Linked DNA regions of Mus musculus: region 1 is linked to region 2. The links are chromatin contacts, called in public Hi-C maps. All regions are on one chromosome and are shown on one strand. The core of a region is the stretch at or near the end of the contact, and the rest is flanking DNA. Distances in the headings are between cores, read along the strand shown. Region 1 holds the start of Grik2 (glutamate receptor, ionotropic, kainate 2 (beta 2)). Region 2 overlaps Grik2 (glutamate receptor, ionotropic, kainate 2 (beta 2)).

What was found. A called contact is a pair of places that touch in the nucleus more often than the background predicts.
Region 1: a contact with region 2 is called in a Hi-C map of forebrain, with 2.1 times the contacts expected there. The contact joins the promoter of Grik2 here to the enhancer-like site in region 2. A contact is called at or near these places in 1 of 39 promoter capture datasets (hippocampal neurons), 1 of 484 Hi-C or Micro-C datasets (forebrain) and 2 of 9 other capture datasets (adipose tissue and pancreatic islet).

The regions. Positions count from the first base shown.
Region 1 is chr10:49,787,411-49,790,769 of GRCm38.p6, forward strand. It overlaps Grik2 (glutamate receptor, ionotropic, kainate 2 (beta 2)), which reads right to left and starts at 1,344. Exons shown (of 17, transcript NM_001111268.3): 1 at 1,218-1,344.
Region 2 is chr10:49,435,825-49,439,040 of GRCm38.p6, forward strand. All of the region lies in intron 7 of Grik2 (glutamate receptor, ionotropic, kainate 2 (beta 2)), which reads right to left. Among named protein-coding and RNA genes, the nearest start is that of Grik2, 350 kb to the right of the region's middle. Within about 2 kb of position 1,372, at least 12 of the 459 cell types and tissues checked have an H3K27ac peak or open chromatin away from gene starts, as enhancers often do. A contact at or near this core is called in forebrain, where this site is marked.

The DNA.
Region 1 (3,359 bases), core at 94-2,593, 350 kb after region 2:
ATGTATCTTAATTAAGAAATTGAACCAAAGAGATTTGTGTCGGTAAAGCTCCTTTTAAAAAATTCAGCATGTGCAATCTTCAGTGGATTTAAATTTAAAAAAAAATAGATGTTTTACTATTTAGTCATTTTCTGTCTTTTCTTCCCCTGTGCATTTCAATTCTTTAACGCCTAAGTTTCTAAGGACATTGAGAGTTCATAAGCTTACTTGATTATTGCAGGAGTCTATTCTGCAAAGTTATAAAGTAAGGAAGTAAAACAAGACCAAATTAAAACGCAATTGCACATCTTCCAGCAAGTAAACTGCAGACTTATTTAAATGAATTAGTCATATTCTTGTGAGATGAAAAAAATTAATCCATAAGGTAATTTTGATGAGAGATACTTACAGTATGAAGATGAAGAAATGTTAAACGGTAATCTGTTCGTTTCGTTACCAGAGGGTAGTTTCTAATATCCTCCAACCCCCAAATCCAAAATCATCTTAGAAGCATTAGTCCTGTTTGATTCTCTCTCTCTCTCTCTCTCTCTCTCTCTCTCTCTCTCTCTCTCTCTCTCTCTGCTACTACTGCTACACACACACACACACACACACACACACACACACACACCCTTCCAATACTCCAGAAGATAAAAATATGAGGAAATGTGGTTGGTTAAAAGTTCTGAATCTTTATGATCCACCTCAGTGATGCAGTTAGTCCTTACCCCTGTGGGATGCCCTGAGAGTTTTTTTTTTTTTTTCTTCCTGAAGCTTTTAATACTGTCCTCAGTATTAAAATAATCTCAACTTTCTCACCCCAGAGTTATGAATCAGGGAGATAGTGGGACTGGTGGACGAAAGAGGGATGAGGAGTTGTTATGGCACAAAGATACACAGCTTTCCTGCGTCTCTTCGCCTTGAGCGTTGAGTCCCGGTAGCTGAGTACACATCTGACAGATCGACTTATTCAAATATTTTACGTGGAGAACACCAGCCAGGAGCCAAATGAGCCACTTTCATCCTTGCGGGGCACTGGCTGCAGCAAGTGAGACAAAGCCCTCCAAGCGGCTGCATCCAGCAGGTGCCTGGAGCGCACGAACTCAGCCGGGCAGCGGTTCCCCTCTTCCTTTCCTGTCCGCGGCTAGTGCTCCTCGCGGGTCCGCAGTGCCTCCGGACCCACAGCGAACGCCCTGGGATTGAGCTCCAGGGAGGGTCCACCGCTGGCGAGTGCTTACCTGCGGCTAGGGTGAAGAGGGAGGGTAGGGACTGGGGTAGTCCTCTCAGAGCTGCGGCAGGAGGCGGTTCAGCGGGAAGTCCCGGGCTCCCAGCCTCGGCCACGCAGCCGCCAGCGAGAGCGCAAGTGACGGCGGCGGAGACCGAGACCGCGGAGCCGCAGCGGTGGCGCTGGAGACAGACACGCCTCCTGGCGGGGGTTCCTCTCCTCTTGCTTTAAAGGCGCCGCGCTTCTTTCCCCGCTGCTGTTACTAGCTCCAGGGCACCCAGGCCCACCCAAGAGCACGGTGCACTCTTTATTTCAAGAACTCCAGGGAGAGAATTCCGGGTACTGACCACCTAGTGCTTCCGGAACCCTCGGCCCTGATTTCGTCTCCTGCAAGCAAGCACATCCACATCCAGGCATAGGGGAACAGGGACAGAGATGCTCTGAATGACAGTGGGTAAGGCAAAAGGGACAAGGATTGATTTTGCCTGCTCTGAGAAGCTACACTGAGTATAAGGACTCATAGCTTCTGCTTCTGGGTGGCTGCTTTTTTGCTGCTCCTGAAACCATGGCAACGAGACTTCTATGTTGCCAGCATCTGGGGAGCAGCTGGTTGTCTCCAAAGTGACCCTTTTGGTTCAACTACTGCATTTCCCATTCAGGTTGGTGAGGATCATCTTGGTTTCTGCATCTTCTACTTCTATCCTGCTTCTCAAGCTAGATGGGTTTTGGTCTCTCCTGGTGTCCAGTAGCAAAAGAAATGGACTTTCAACATCAAGAAGCTGGCAGGAAATCTCAGCACAGGTCTAGCCCCTTTATATCTGATTTTGTTCTTCAAGCTAGGTCCCTGAACTCTGAGGGAATTTGAGGCCTGGCAAGCACAGAACCTGGAGTCCTAGCTGTCATGGTTGGGAAAATGAGCATATAGAAGTACTTAAATATGAGATATTGAAAGATGTTTTTAAGGAGAAGTGGGAGGAGGAGGGTGCCTAAGTCCTAGGGTCTTCCCAAGGGTTGCTTCCTGGAGTCAGGGGTGGGGACAGGAGGCAGAGAGCACACCAGACTCCTCAGGCTTCTCTGGAGGAGCGATTAGCTTCTGCAAACAATCCCGGATTTGCTCTCCTCTGGGTCAGAAAAGTCAACATGTATTCAATACCTTTGCTACTTTATCCTCAGCCCTGCAATATTAACTAGAGTGGAGACTTAGCAGTTCCCCCCAGAGTACATTGGTGAGCTACTATTCTCGAGGAGGTTTAAGAGAGGCCAAGCTTGAACAGGCTTGGCAGACCAGCCCAGGAGACAAATTTCAAAGGGATTGTAATAGGAAGCAGGCCAGGTGGAATTCCTAAGCTCAGTGGAGCCTAGAGGCAACTGCAGTCCCAGGAGCACTCCAGTCTAATTCTGAAGGGCTGGAAGCAGAGGCTCCTGTTCACCCTACAGCAGACCAACAGGCCGCAGAGAAGCGTTTGTTCTTTTGCTGTATTTTGTTTGTTTGTTTGTTTTGTTTTACCTGCAGCCATTGCTATCCCAGAAGAGTAAAAACTTTCCTGAACCTGTCTCGGTATGCCACACATTCTGGGCTAACATCTGACTCAGTCCTAGCCAAATCCTCACTATTTACTACGTTGTTCACCATCCTAGGCTCTCTACACCGTATCACACATACACCACACATTTACTGTGCTTAGCTGTCTCTGGGAGACATGGGCTTAAGTTAAGAAGAGATGAGTTAGTGGCATGGAGTGTCCGTTTGTGGTTTATAGATCTCAGGAATGGCTAGAAGGTTCCTGTAATTAAGGCAACAGCGGCCTTGTTGTACGAAGAGAATAAATAGTCAATGACTGTATTGTGCATCCTGGACGGGACAGCACAGACGCGTGACCAGCTCCAGGCGCCTGGGCTCCAGCTGCTGTGACCTGCAGCCTAATAGGCCCTCCAAGAACAGTGCAGTTCTGGCCAGGCTCAGGAAAAATTGCTCTATTCAGCCTTATTGCCTGATGAGAGTAATGAAGACAACTTGTCTACTAGCCAAGGACACTCTCCATGTCATCTTAATATCACACACCCCTTTTCAGCGAGAGAGACAAAACACCTGCCAGTAGATGCCATGGAAATCCCTAGGTGACGGCATCCAGCTGCTTTATGGTGATTCTGAGAG
Region 2 (3,216 bases), core at 122-2,621:
CAAGAAGCAAAGGCAGGGCGACTGTTATAAGTTCCAGGCCAGCCTGTTCTACAAGGTAAGTTCCAAGGCAGCCAGTATATAAAAACATGTATCAAATAAATAAATGAATGTCAACATCAATAAAACTGAGGCATAGTATTTTTTATAATTCTTAAAACATAATCTCATAAGAATCTCTCTCTCTCTCTCTCTCTCTCTCTCTCTCTCTCTCTCTCTCTCTCTCTCTCTCTGTGTGTGTGTGTGTGTGTGTGTGTGTGTGTGTATGTGTGTGTGTGTGTGTGTGTGTGTGTTCACATTAATGCTCTTGGTTTGGACTAAAATTTTACAATGTAATGAATGTTCTATAGGATATACTTGAATTACTCAATTGTTTTTAGTTACTTGTTGGACCACACTCACCACACACCACACTAACATTGTAGTGCCACACATATGCTGTCTTGTATATAGTAAGTGTTTAATCACATTTCTAAGAATAAATACATATGTTCTGCCAAAACATTTGTTTTAGCAGTAAAAGAAATAGGTCTTGGGCAACTCTGAATAACGATCACACTCTGGCACTTCTCTAGAATACATGACCTCCCAAAGGTACCTTGAACCAAATCTGCCAGCAACTCCAACCTGGGAGGAATTTGAATGCAGTCTCTGTCCCAGTTCCAAATGAATTTATAGTAACAGTTCTGTGAACACATTTATCTTTCCATTAAATGAGTGTAGGCAGGTCCCCTCTGAGATCTGAAGCTAAGCTGGCAGGTGGCAGATCCATTCTGGAACTCCTACGTTTCAGATTTTGCTCATTTCTGAACTTCCATCTGAGGTATAATGCACAGTACAAAAAGATGCTTGGTCCAGTAAATGGAAGATAAGTCTACAGATTCTGATTCTTTCGTTGACTTGGCCTCTTAACTGAAACAAATAATCAAAATTTAAAGTAATACCTTTTGCTTTGTTTCCTAATTTTTAATAAAATATTTTTAAAAGCCTTTACAAACCACTGATCATGGGTAAAAAATAATTACTTTAAAAATTCAATAGTTGCAATTAAAAAGTAATTGTATGTGTTTCTTTTTTTCAACTAGAAGACATGGATATTAATTTTGATGGATAAAGAGAAGGGTATTGGGACCGGATTCTTCTCAGCACAGTCAGCAGTATTTGAAATGGGATTCTCTGATAACAGAAGGATGCACACAGAAAGGGTAAACTCTCAGCTTGCACACTATGGCCAGGTCCCTGACCTTCATGATGCTAGTACATGATGCCTGATAACTGAGGTGAATGATGAGAGCTGCCCTCAGAACCAATCAGGAACCAATTGTGAAACAATTCTCCAATAACTCTGCAGCTGCCATTGTGTGTGCTCTGCTGCCAGCTCTTTGTCCCACTCTGAAAAAGAGTTCTTTACCCGCAGCTGTGTGGCCCACATGGGCTACATGAGGTAATAATACATTAAAGTAGTTTGCATAGCTTTTGGCACATGGTGTATAGCAGGTGTTGTCAGATAGTGTTGGTGATCGCCAGAAGACTGGTAATCTCTTCAAGGTGGACAGGATCCCAAACAGGAGCCTGTTTAAAAAGTACAATGTTGCAAGTTTTCTGCATATGTGATAGGCCTAAATGGGAAATAGGGATATGCTCTTCAAGAGAACAAAATAGAGTGTGTAAAGAGAAGAACAGAAGGGCATTGTCATTGAAACTTTATTTCTATAAAATGAAGTATATCCCTGATGGTATAATTAATTGAAATGATAGCTTAAAAATTCATAAAGCCTGTGGTTTTCTCTCAAATTTAGAAATTATGAATAAAGATACACAGTAAACTATTATTCTACCTGATAAGCATATATAAGTATATGTATATATGTATTAATATATATAGTAGCATATAGTAATATATACAGTAATATGTATTACTATATACTAATCTTAAGCATCACTGTTGGGCAAATAACTTCATACCAGCAGTGCAGCCCTGGTCAAGTGTGACTCACTGTAATGACAGGGAATCAATTAGGTTGAGTTAAGGTGTCTGCTCTGGTTTTATTTCTTTTGCTGTGATAAAACCTTTGGAAAAGCAATTTAGGTTAGAAAGGGTTTATTCATCTTACAATTTCAGGTGGTATCCATATTTTCAGGAAAGACATAGAGGTAGGCACTAAAGAACGTTGATCATATTATATCCATAGCCATGTGTTTACTTAACAATCTTTCATATCAACATTTTATAAACATTTGGAAATTAGGAAATGCTATTTTATTTCTTCCATATCTATACACAATTTTTTTTCCTATTCGGTCCTCAACAACAAAATCTGTTCATCTGTGTGTTGCAGTTTCTTAACTTTTCTATTCTGAACACAGTTGAACATCTTGTCCATTAAAACCCTTCTAGCCCCTGATGCTAAGAGAGATAGTAATATATACTCTTTACTATCAAAGTGATATTCTAGCATTCCAGTATTTTCCCTTCTCTCACACACTTTGATGTATCATCTAAGCAATGATATCTCTGTATTACACTGTGTATTACAAATATGTGGAATTAAAATATATTCCAGAAAGTATTTTTTAAATGACCATTGAAAACAACCTTGGTATCCACAAGGGTTAAAAGAGACAAGAGTCAATATAAGAACACATAAAAATAAAAAGAGGGGAATAATAAAACAGATAAGGTCTCATGGCCAAATTGATGACTAAAAAAAAGAAAAAAAGAAAATTCAGATTTATGCAAGCTCTGACAATCATGTGAAAAGTATAGGCCTGCATGGTAGTGCTTGTTGAGGACCGGTAACAACTGATCCAAGTATTTGGTGCTCCTGTGAATTCACATATTTGAGCAACTCTCTCTAAACCAACACCTTCTTATTTAAACTACAAGTGAAATAATATCCAGTTTATGTTGACTAGCTTGTTTTGATTAATTGGTAAAATACAGACTAAAGTATGACTTTACTTAGTTGAATAATAATTAGTATTTAATACATAAGTATATAATATATGAATGATATGTAAATATATTTATATGCACCATACATATGTGTAATATAGGATAAAAAGAAGAGAAAGGCATTTCCTGACTCTTTATGGTTATACATTTTGGAGTTTTCATTCTTTAAAATATTCTTTAACAAGACATAAGGTTATTTTAGAGAGCTTTTAGAATTTTATAAGTAGTAAAATACAGTGCATGAGGTTTAAACTTAGAATCAT